Linked DNA regions of Zea mays: all the other regions are linked to region 3. Evidence: chromatin contacts called from public Hi-C data. All regions are on one chromosome and are shown on one strand. The core of a region is the stretch at or near the end of the contact, and the rest is flanking DNA. Distances in the headings are between cores, read along the strand shown. Region 1 holds the start of LOC100274112. Region 2 holds the start of LOC100275248. Region 3 holds the start of LOC542116 (superal 1).

Region 1 (3,838 bases), core at 1,186-3,685, 180 kb after region 3:
TTCATATTCGCCCTATTCACCCCCCCCTCTAGGCGACTTTCAGATACACAGTCATGACTCGCTCGAGACCACTCTCGGGCGGGAGAGGCTGTCAAGAATCACCCAAGGACAAGCCTGGCGGGAGACGCAGTCACGACTCGCTTGAGGCCACCCTCGAGCGGGAGACATAATCACGACTCGTCTGAGGCCAAGCTCGGGCGGGACAGGCAGTCACGACTCATCTGAGGTCAAGCCCGGGCAGCAGACGCAGTCACGACTCATCCGAGGCCAAGCCCGGGTAGCATACGCAGTCACGACTCGCCTAAGGCCACTTTGGCAGAAATGTCCGCACCCGGCCTCCTCCACCTCTCCCCGCCTCTCGCTCTAACCGCACCACGTTCCACATGTCGCGGCCTCCATCCACCTAACGCCCTCCAATCTGCCTCCCGACGCAATTCGCGGTCCCACACACCCGGCGCCTCGCCCCGAGCCTGCCTCCCAATGTCACCTCCCTCGCATGTCGACCCGACACGTGAAGTTTGGTTGATAACATCACTAAACAATGATCTATACATACACAAGTGTCACCCTGCCGGTTGATTACCTCACTAAACAATGACCTATGACTGCATAAGTATACCTGTTGCAACACACGGGCATATACCTATAGCGATGAAAATGGACGGAAAAAATCTCGTTCCGACCCGACCCATTTTCTACATTTAACCCGCCCGTTTTCAGATTTTCAGAAAAAACAGGTTCGGGATGGGTTACGGGTTGGAAGTCTGCGGGGTCGGGACGGAAACGGGAAGTACTATTTTCCGTTCGAATTGTCGGGATCTCGTATTAGGTCGGGATATTTCCGGATTTAACCCGGATACAACCCGAAGTGGTCATCTGTCAGCCATCTCTCCCGCCAGGCCCAAAGCGGCCAAGCCCAATAGGCCTCCACAGACCACGGCTCCACTGAATTGACTCGGCAGTCGGACGCCGCACGACACGGACACAGTGGACACACATCTCCAGTTTTCCTTCTCCAACCTCCAGCTTGGGCCTCGGACACGTAGGAGCAGGACGCCATTGACCGGTCGTCGTCCTCGTCCATTGCCAGATTTCAGGTACACCACACGCCAGTACGCACATGCTTACAGCCTGCATTTGCGCAGCAAGCAACAAAGCCAGCAAGCACCCCAGCAGACCAGCACACCTAGGCACCTAGCTGGCTAGCTCCTCTGTCTTGTGTAGTTGTGCTTGTGTACCGACGGTCCCTAGGACCCATCCGTTTTGGCGGACGCACGGACGGTGAAATTGGGGGCGGCACCGGGTGGTTGGGGCAGCCGAGATGCTGCTGATTGACGAGCTACGTTGGTGCCTTGTGACGAGTGCCTACGGTTTGTTTGAAGCTTTTATGCATTAATATAGATATGCTACACACTACTCCCTCCGTTTCTTTTTAGTTGTCGCTGGATACAGCGACAATTAAAACGAAACGGAGGGAGTACCATATTTACTATGTTCAAGGCACCAGCGCAATAACAAGGATTACTTGCTGGTTGGCTGCTTGTTGCTACCTATCATTTGCAATTACTTATACACGTGTATTCTAAAATGTAGGATCAATGTTGGTATAGTGATTTCCAATTCATGAATGAAGATGGCGGGCTATGAAGAAATCTTATTTTTTCTGTTGTTCAGTGGCTATGTGGTCATGTAATCATGTGGTAATGTGGACTTATTTTCTCGTTGTTTAGTGGACTATTGAATTTGGACTATGGCTACAACACCTTGTGAGTGTTTGTTTCCGGTCAATTTTTTCCGTTGAGGCAAATTCCGTCTGTTTTCGGTTAATATTCAGCCGTTTTGGTTCGTTTCCGTAAACCCGTATAAACTCGACCGAATTTCGTCTGTGGTTGTTCCGCTCCCGAACCCGTTTCCGATGATGAATTGCGGGAGCAGAAACAGGAGAAGAGTTTTCTGTCCGTTTCCGTCCGTTTTCATCCCTATATACCTAGTTACTAGCGAAATTAGCTAGCTAATAAATATCTAGCTAATTATTAGCTAATTTGCTAAAAGTAGCTAATAGTTGAACTATTAGATAGACTCTTTATATACTTTCAACTAACTAACTATTATCTCTAGTACATTTAAATACGATATAAGGTTATCACTAACTAACCGCTTATTTGTCTCCATCTATTTTAAAATTACTCCGTAGTGCAAAACAATTGTTTTGCATAGCTATATGTGTAATCTGCTAACTACAGTGTACAAAAACTTGTTATTTCACTTTTCTTCAAACAGTACAGTGCAAAAAAGTATTTTTACGGCCCCAGAATTCTCACGCGGCTCCCGAGCCGGCATCGGTGGACCTTCTAGTGCACAAAGAAGCCCAACCCGGCCTCCATGATAAGCCCACCAGGCCACCGCCGTCGCCAGTCGCTACTTCCCCAGTTCCCCTCCGATCCTCGTCGCCGACGCATCCACCCGAACCCTCCTCCGCGACCTCGCCGTCGCCGCAGCCTTGGCCATGTCGGTGAGTCCCCCGATTCCCCGCTGGCTCCCGTGCCGTCCTCCCCTCGCCCCGGATCTCGAATTCCTTACCGTTTCGCCCCCCCTACCCATCGCAGATCTTCGAGTATAATGGGTCCGCCGTGGTGGCGATGGTGGGGAAGAACTGTTTCGCGATCGCCAGCGACCGGCGGCTGGGCGTGCAGCTTCAGACCATCGCGACGGACTTCCAGCGGGTGTTCAAGGTCCACGACAAGCTTTACATCGGCCTCTCTGGGCTCGCCACTGACGCCCAGACGCTGTGAGTCGCAGTTGCCGAATTCTCCCCTCCTCTACACACGGGCTGTTGCCTTCGTTTCGGCAGCTTAGGATTTTGGGTCCCTCTGCAGGTACCAGCGGTTGGTGTTCAGGCACAAGCTGTATCAGCTGCGGGAGGAGAGGGACATGAAGCCCGAGACCTTTGCCAGCCTTGTCTCTGCGCTCCTCTACGAGAAGAGGTGAGAATTTTGCTATCGTACTTTTGGTGGAATTGTGTAGGATACTGGATAGACCTTCTGGGTAGTTGTTTTAATTTTTTATGCCCTGCCAGAGCATGGACTCTGCAAATAAATGCAAAACTTATTGGTTATGTTGGCTTATGCTCATGCTGCTGGAGGATTTGGTCATAGGAAGTTAGTGCGAGTCATCAATACCGTATACTGTGATGTGTGATGGTATTTGGGGATGCAGAACTTCGAAACTAGATCTTTATATGAAATGCTTTGCCTTTTGGACCGACCATTCCACTGACAGAGTACTTCAGATACACTTTATATAGTACATTTACTACTTATATACAATAAACTGTTAAGCTATGAGATATCATCTATTTTCTATTAGCCATGAACAATGATGTATCCAGAATTAGCTCCACATAAACCAAGTTCGTAGTCTATTTTTTAAAAATGGAGTCTTGTTATAATTAGAGTTTCATGTTGCAATTTTTCTCTTCAAGGCATAAGAGGAAACTAAATCGTTATCTGGGTAACTGAGGTAATTATGTTCATGTGCACAAAGATTCTGTTTGATATAAGGACTGGATTTCAAGCCTCTTAATCCGTAGTTGCTGCAAATTAGCTTTTATCTTCAAATACTGAAACTTTCATTGGCAATGTTTGTTTAACTTTTATCATGACACATGAAACTTTCAGATTCGGGCCATATTTTTGCCAGCCAGTCATTGCTGGACTTGGAGATGACAACGTACCATTTATTTGTACTATGGACTGCTTAGGTGCAAAGTAGGTATCTGTTTTATGCTGTTTTCTTATTGAATAAGTGCTTGGTTTGTTTTCTGCTTGAGATTATTGCG
Region 2 (3,815 bases), core at 593-3,092, 240 kb before region 3:
GACTAAAGAACTAAAGTTTAGTCACCCCACTTTAGTCACTATGTTTGCTTCTTTAGAGACTAAAAGTGACTAAACTTTAGTCACTAAACTTTAGTCACCCCAAACCAAACGGGGCCTTATATTGACGCCGAAACGTGTATTCTCGATATTAATAATAATGACGCCGAGTTAAGAGGCTATTTTCTGAATTCAAACTAGAAATGACATAATTGTGTTTTTTTCCAAAAAAAGGTCAAAAAGCAAAAAAAAGACGTCTTGCATATTGTATAGTCGGTTTTGGTTGACCAATCGCTAAACAAGAATAAAGGATTATTCATTGGTACAGAACGAGCAGTCAGTCTCGTCATCCGGTTCCATTCTCGTGTCGCTAGCAATGGCATGGTCTGTGACGCGCCATGACGACGGCGAGGGAGAGCCGGTAGAGATGAAAACATGATTGGGAAAATCTCGTACTATCTCGTTCGGAATATAGTTTTTATTTGTTCGTTTTTGAATTGATCGAAAACCAATTAGAAAAGGTACGAAAACAATTTAACTAGTTTTTCAATCATTTTCGTATTTTCGTTTTCGAGTCATGATAATACCGTTTTTACTGTCTTTTATATAATATGATGTACATCTAGAGTATAATTTATGCAAGTAATATATTTTTGTTGGATTCAAGTGAATGATGAAGAGAAAAATAAAAGATATAATTACTCTGAATAATATGAACGATGAAGAAGAGTTATTTGTGTATTTTAATAAAAAGTATAATCACTTTATTATGTATTTGTGGAAATTATAAAATATTTGTCTTTCCGGCTAAAGTTTATTTCTTTCGAATAATAGAATTTACGGCAACGATAACTATTGTATATTTTGACAGTTGGTTTTATGTTTCCATTTTCGTACCGTAAAAAAATATATGAAAACAAGTTAAATTTATATGTTTTTTTCTATCGTTTTAGACCATTTTCATCCATAAGAGCCGGAGCCCTGCACGGGTCAAGTTCAATTGCCTTGGCAAGCGGGAAAGGTAAAAGATGCTGCTGCCTGCGGCCGCGCTCACACCTGGCGCTGGCAGGACCCGAAAAGCCCCCCGAATCAGCTCAGCGCCTCGGCGGCAGCACACAGTGACAGTGGCAAGCAGATTGCAGTTGCAGCGTCACATGACTCGGATTCAAATTGTATTATCCTTTTCGGAATATATACCAGCCGAAAATGCCTTTTTTCCCATACGGAGCAGGACATAGACTTTCCAGATAAAAAAACAATAAATGAGCGAATGGTTATCTGGTATGCGTAGCGCGTACGTACTATACCAGATTGATTATCACATGGATGCATTATTGTGTGTGTGTGTGTGTGTGTGGGAGTGGACGCCAAGTCGCCAACAGCCGGAACAGAAGCTACCACCATACGAATCTCTTGCCAATTCTATTTTTTTGGCGCGCTAATTTCCTTGTGAATTTGAGTGAACGAAGAGCTGGTTTTCCGTGGAGAAACCGATCGAATTGCGAGCCAGACGTATTTCTCGTTTGTTTCAGCGTTAGCATCAGGGGGTTACATCATGAACTCCGACCCAAAATATGACATGAGAAGTATACCATACATCATCTTCTTGATTTCGACGTTATAGCTGTAAATATCATATTTCCAAGTTGCAAGAAGCTGCGCGAACACACAGCAGCACAGTGACAAAAAAGCGCTGCCGCGCTCAGCGCTCCCACTGAGATATACGATCAGAACTTCGCCGTCAGATCCAGATCGAACGGTTGATACCACACGAATCCAAGCACCCGCTGACACAGGCGCAGGCAGCAGAGGGCAATAACCACAGCCCATTTCCAGTTCCATGCCGCATTTCCTTTCCATTTCTGTTGCTCTCCTCTCTTTACCCGTCGCCGCCCTCGCCCTCGCCACCACCCGCACCCGCCGCGCGGCCCCCATTCGCCTCGATTTCGCCGGCGGCGATGTACGGCAACGACAACTGGATCAACAGCTATCTCGACGCCATCCTCGATGCCGGCAAGGGCGTCGCGGCCGCGGCCGCGGGCGCCGTCAGGGGCCGGGGCGGAGGCTGGGGCGGGGACCGGCCCTCGCTGCTCCTCCGCGAGCGCGGCCACTTCTCCCCCGCGCGCTACTTTGTCGAGGAGGTCATCACCGGCTACGACGAGACCGACCTCTACAAGACCTGGCTCCGGGTACGTACGTACGTGCTCCTTCGCGCGTGCGCTGCGTGCGGGTGGGCGAGCTCGCGCTCCCAGTCCCAGTCCCTGGTGCTGCTGCTCGCAGCTCGCTTACGTCCTTCATCGCTGGTGATCCACGGGATGGGTTGATCGACCTGTGTGTGGTGCGCGCAGGCGAACGCGATGCGGAGCCCGCAGGAGAAGAACACGCGGCTGGAGAACATGACCTGGAGGATCTGGAACCTCGCCAGGAAGAAGAAGGAGGTGCGCCTTTTTGCTCTTGGTTCGTTTCTTCTCTCCCTTCGCGCTGCTTCTTATGTTCCTCAGAGCTCGTGCTCATCTCGGTTTTGATGACTCAATCCGCAAGTTGGGTTGGGCTCCGGAAAGAGGAGACGTGGATTAGATTAGCGTTTATCTGGAACTAGGATTGATCTTGGCATATGTGCATTTTAGAGAGCGTTAGGATCTGCTCCATAAAATTAAAATGTGTTTCAGTGGAGTGTTCATCGAGCTAGATAAGCTTGCGAAGGTATTGAACAGAAGTTCCACACTGATTTGGAACAGATAGCATGCCTAGGATGTTTCTGCGTTATCTGATCAAATGCCAAGATTTTCAAGCTCCATATGTGGGATTGGGTATGTAAGTTAGCTATTATTATCACCTGGCCTCCACTTTGTCGCCTTCTCCCTGTGGTTACTTTGTCAATTCATAAAAAATTGCTTGATGAAGTGCTATAATGTGAAAGAAAACTTAGCTCTTCCACTACAGATGTATTGAGATACAGCAATGATCAATATGTGTTGATGGGTCACACTGACCCCAGAATAGGACACGCTACACTGCAAAGCACAAAGCATCCATTCATATTAGTCTGTGATTGTTTTCAACAGGAACAAAGTGAGCACATAAAACAAGAATATTGAAAATTAGCCAGAGGCGTTAGATTATCTACCAAGGTTGATGGACCAATGCGTGTTTCACTGTTATCAGTGCAACCAAAATCTGCATTAAGCATGCTATTATTTGGAAAATCTGTAATAGCTGCATACTCATGTCAGTTAATGGAGTCCGGGCATATGTTGTTCTCCATTGTATTCTGGCAAAGGGCATTTTTTTCTTATAGATAACTATGAAGCATGCTGGACATCATGTTTGGTAGGAGTGTCAGGTTCACTCAGGTCGTTTCTGTGCTTTGCAACCTCAAAAACCAAGAAATCTTATCTACCAAGACAATATTTCTCTGTTTTACAGACAAATTATGACATTCCATTTTCTATGGTCAATTCCAACAATTTTTACTTCTGCATTTAATTCTGCCCCTTCAGTCTATTCACCATTTAATGCAGACTAAGCGACTGAGGCGTGCCTCGTGGTCGAAAAAGACTGAAGATTTTAATCTGTATAGTAGACTAACAATTTCTCACACGTTTCAACCACACACGGAATGTTCTCATTCTTATTGTCTATTCCTAGTTGCCAATTAGTACCCACTACCCAGAAAGTATATCTCAGAGTTCTGCTTACACTCTAAAACTATATGGGTATAATTCGAGGTTAGTTCGGATGAAAACAAGCTGAAGTAGAATTTTTAATCAGTAAGGACATTTATACAAAACAACTTTCTGTACACCTTGTTTCAAGAT
Region 3 (3,717 bases), core at 185-2,684:
GATGCTACCTAGAGAAATTTCCATCGACGGCATTATCAGGTTTCATTATAGCACTGCAAGCCTGTGAACCACTTAACATCCATGATAGTGGTTTTAGGGAGTGCTATACTGCTTTAGGCATATACAGACAATAAAGCTCATTAACATTAGCTCTAACAGCTATATTTGGTCATTTGTAAGTGCAAGATATAAGAAAAGAACCCACAATATATATTGTTCGTCTTAGGCCTCCTTAGGAACAATGGATTATTTCTTGAATCCTGTGTTTTCCTGTATTTTTTGAACTAATTCCTGTGAAATTCTTATACCATTGCTAAGGTACGCCATTATTTGCTAAAGTTATCTGCTCTAGAGTACAACTCAAATCGCTAAAAAGCTTGGTTCAACAGGTAGTAGATATACATACCTGACCACCTTCACATGCAATTGGGCACAATTTTATAAAGCATCACACTCACGATTCACGATAGCAGTTCTTCAACAATGATCAAAGGCTACCGCAGCAAAACATAGGCTAAGGTCACGGGGGGCTAGGATGAATCTATCATCACCTGATAAAGCCTGAAACAACCTCTCAGCCGCGGGCCTTAAGCTCGGCGAGGCGGCGAGAAAGGTCATCCTCGTCGACTTTCTCCTTATCCTTGGCGGCAGGGATGGCGTGGGCGGCTGCCTGCGGCAGACCGACGGAGACCTCGAGCCCGTAGTCGTCCGCGACCTGCTGCATGAGGCTGTTGACCTCGGTCTCCGGCGTGGAGAGGGAGGTGGAGCCGGCCATGGCGCCCTCCATGAACTCGGCCTGGACCTCCATGTTGACGAACTGGCGCTCGAAATTGTCCATGGTCTCGGACATCTTCTGGAGGTTCCCGGTGGCGAGCGAGGAGTCGAGCGACTTGACGATGGACTGCATGGACTTGCCGATGACCTGCATCTTGGCCTGCGTGTCGAGGCGGGCCACGACGGCGTCGAGGCGAGAGGCGAGGCGGAGGTAGTTCATGTGCTCGGTGCGCTTGCGGATGGCGTTCTCGGCGTAGATGCGGGCGCCGTCCATGTTGCCCTTCTCGATCGCCTTCTTGACCTTGAGCTTCTGCTCCTTCTCCTCCTTCTCGCACTTGCGCGCCTGCCGCTGCAGCGACTTGGAGGTGAACTTGAGGTCGAAGATCTGATTCATCAGCTTCTCCGGGTTCCCCATGGTCGCTGGCGAGCTGGTTGGTGTCGCTAGGGCTGGGATGGGTCTGGGATTTGGCTAGGGCTAGAGTGAGATTAGGAGAAGAGCTGAGAGGGCAATTTGTGAAGGCTCGTGGAGGCGAGAAGGGGAACGAATGGGGATTTTTTGACGACGAGGCGATCGGGTTGGGGGATCGATTCGATTTTGATCTGGGCGAAGAGCCTAACACCACCACGCGGTTTGGTGCCAACACGGCCGTGCGGTGGCTGCGGGTGGGAGTCGTCGTGTGGCGACCGTGTCCTGGCCGTAGATCGTGCTACAGCGCGTGGTATAAACGTTATAGATCCGGTCAAAACCACTGCATTTAAAACTAGAAGAAGAAATATCATGTGTTGAGCAACTCCAAGAGTCTATGTATAATTCTAGCTAAATTTAGAGTTTCATGAGAACTTAAAAAAATAGACAACTTCTTAAACATTAAGGTAAAACAAACTCTTTATAATTCTTGTGGAAATCATTTGACAACAGACCGCCACTCGAGGTACCGATCCGACCGTCAAAGTACGAGATAAGGTACTACACACATACTGTATACTGCATATCTATCATCACAACATTATCAATCACTTGTCGGTTTGGCGTTGTTGTTGTAGACTGCGATTGCCAAGAAGAACTTCAAGCAACTTGAAAAGAGGTACCGTGAGATAGACCCAGCAAAGTGTGTGGCGTCGTGACCTATTTTGTTCTTTGCCTTTTTGAACTGTTGTACCGGTCAATTAGAGGCGAAGCTAGGGGGTTTTATTGGTGTCACTTGACCCCTATAAAATTTAAGAAATACTATACAAATATATTGTTAGCTAGTGTATTTAGATGATGATTAGTAAAACAGACCCCAATAACTTTATTTTCTGGCGTCGCCCCTGCGGTCAATCCGTGTTCATCGTATATGCAGGCAAGCTCACAGCCACGGGAACGGAGATGGTGAGCTGAGTGTGCTCACCAAAGATGATTAGCGATCTTAACAGGATGCCTAGCGGGAAAGAAAAGCGAAGAAAGAGTGTTGGATCGAGTTTTGAGCGCCGTTTTTCTATTTTTACCGATACTAATTGATTTAGCTAGGCTGTTGGAGTTGCTCTTATATGCTTCTAGTAAAAGCGAAAATCAATTTCAAGTCAATTTTAAAGATTTTTTTCTCTTTTCGGATTCTAACAATTCTATCGAGAATATAAGCCATTTTGTTAAGGAGCGTTTAGATTTGCTTCACTTTACAAAATCTAGCTTAGCTTTATAAAATTTTAGCCAAACATTCCAACTCTACCATAAGCAGTCAAAATCTAGTATGTATTTTTAACTCACTCTTAAAGTTTAGGTGGAATTACTCACATTTGTCATTGGTTAAAACGTTTTCTTTTGTTCTGTTCTTAGAAAAGATGACCACGACATTTATGCCTATTTATTGGTCGCCCGCTCGCCTTAGACTGTCTCCAACCATGCTACCTAAAATTAGAGATGTATTCAGTAATCTGCCTCGCGCCAGAGCACAAGGTCGCGTACGCATTTGTAACATTCTCCAACGGCAGACGCAAAAGAGAACCCCTGGGCCGGGCTGTTTCACTCGCGCGCTTAGGCGGAAGATTCACGCGGGAACGGCGTATCTAGGCGGGAATAAGTTACTGCGTCCGCGGGAACCACCTAGACGGCGTATCATTGGTCGAAGCTGGCCATGTTGTACTAGCAAAAAATAATTTTTTGGGTTAACTAGCACTGCAAAATTAAACCAACATCAGTTCAGGAATGTGCTTGCAGTAAAACCTGGGTAGGTTGAGCATCATCAAAGTCTTGAAGTGCAGCAGTAAAACCATTAGCCCACTGGTCTTGCCCAAACAAATCCTGGGCTTGCTCATTACCATCCGTGCAACCATCAAAATTTTATTCCATCTCGTACTATAACAAATCCATGTTCAGACACCGTTTCATATAGCAAATGTATACAGACTTGTAGATATAATAAACATACTCTAATAAGCCTAGCCAAAAGAACAAAATATGACTGAAATATCCTTTGGATGTTCGACATTGATATGGCAGCAAAGGAGAAGATAAATCACTGTCTACAATACAGATCGAAATCTCGTCTTCGATTAAAAAATCGGCTAGATCTGAGAGAGGCGGAAGGGCCAATGAACCTGAGAGAGAGACGTACCTCAGATGTGGTCGTCCGCGTCGGTTGCCGGTGACCGCGCGCGCCGTTGCCGGTGGGGGTGTGCGCCCGTCGCAGGTGGTCGTCTGCGCCACCAACTCGCTGCTCTCTTCGGCCTCCCCTCCCGACAGTTGGTTTGCCAGGGTTTGAGTCGTGGGTGGAGAGGACTCAGTTTTAGGTGCCGAGGGGTCCAGCGCCGTAGATGCGTATATAGTTTGCATAGTCCGTTGGAAGCATTTCCCAAGCGCTACAGTGCTACAAGGCCAGACAATTTGTGTATGCGTATTGTATTGGCTACTCGGTTGGAGATAGTCTTAGCCATAGAAAGCACCGGAACATCGCGCGCCACACC

What was found. A called contact is a pair of places that touch in the nucleus more often than the background predicts.
Region 1: a Hi-C map of tassel shows a contact between it and region 3, with 4 times the contacts expected there. The contact joins the promoter of LOC100274112 here to the promoter of LOC542116 in region 3. A contact is called at or near these places in 8 of 25 Hi-C or Micro-C datasets (bundle sheath, ear, endosperm and 4 more).
Region 2: a contact with region 3 is called in a Hi-C map of ear, with 3 times the contacts expected there. The contact joins the promoter of LOC100275248 here to the promoter of LOC542116 in region 3. A contact is called at or near these places in 9 of 25 Hi-C or Micro-C datasets (bundle sheath, ear, leaf and 3 more) and 2 of 3 datasets of contacts at active chromatin or transcription factors (leaf and seedling).

What each region holds. Positions count from the first base shown.
Region 1 is chr9:100,091,567-100,095,404 of Zm-B73-REFERENCE-NAM-5.0, forward strand. LOC100274112 reads left to right here and starts at 2,436. Exons shown (of 7, transcript NM_001148491.1): 1 at 2,436-2,512; 2 at 2,607-2,788; 3 at 2,877-2,984; 4 at 3,678-3,767. The coding sequence starts at 2,507.
Region 2 is chr9:99,666,032-99,669,846 of Zm-B73-REFERENCE-NAM-5.0, forward strand. LOC100275248 reads left to right here and starts at 1,843. Exons shown (of 13, transcript NM_001353870.1): 1 at 1,843-2,186; 2 at 2,346-2,435. The coding sequence starts at 1,956.
Region 3 is chr9:99,908,739-99,912,455 of Zm-B73-REFERENCE-NAM-5.0, forward strand. LOC542116 (superal 1) reads right to left here and starts at 1,435. Exons shown (of 2, transcript NM_001329492.1): 1 at 552-1,435. The coding sequence starts at 1,189. The coding sequence ends at 575.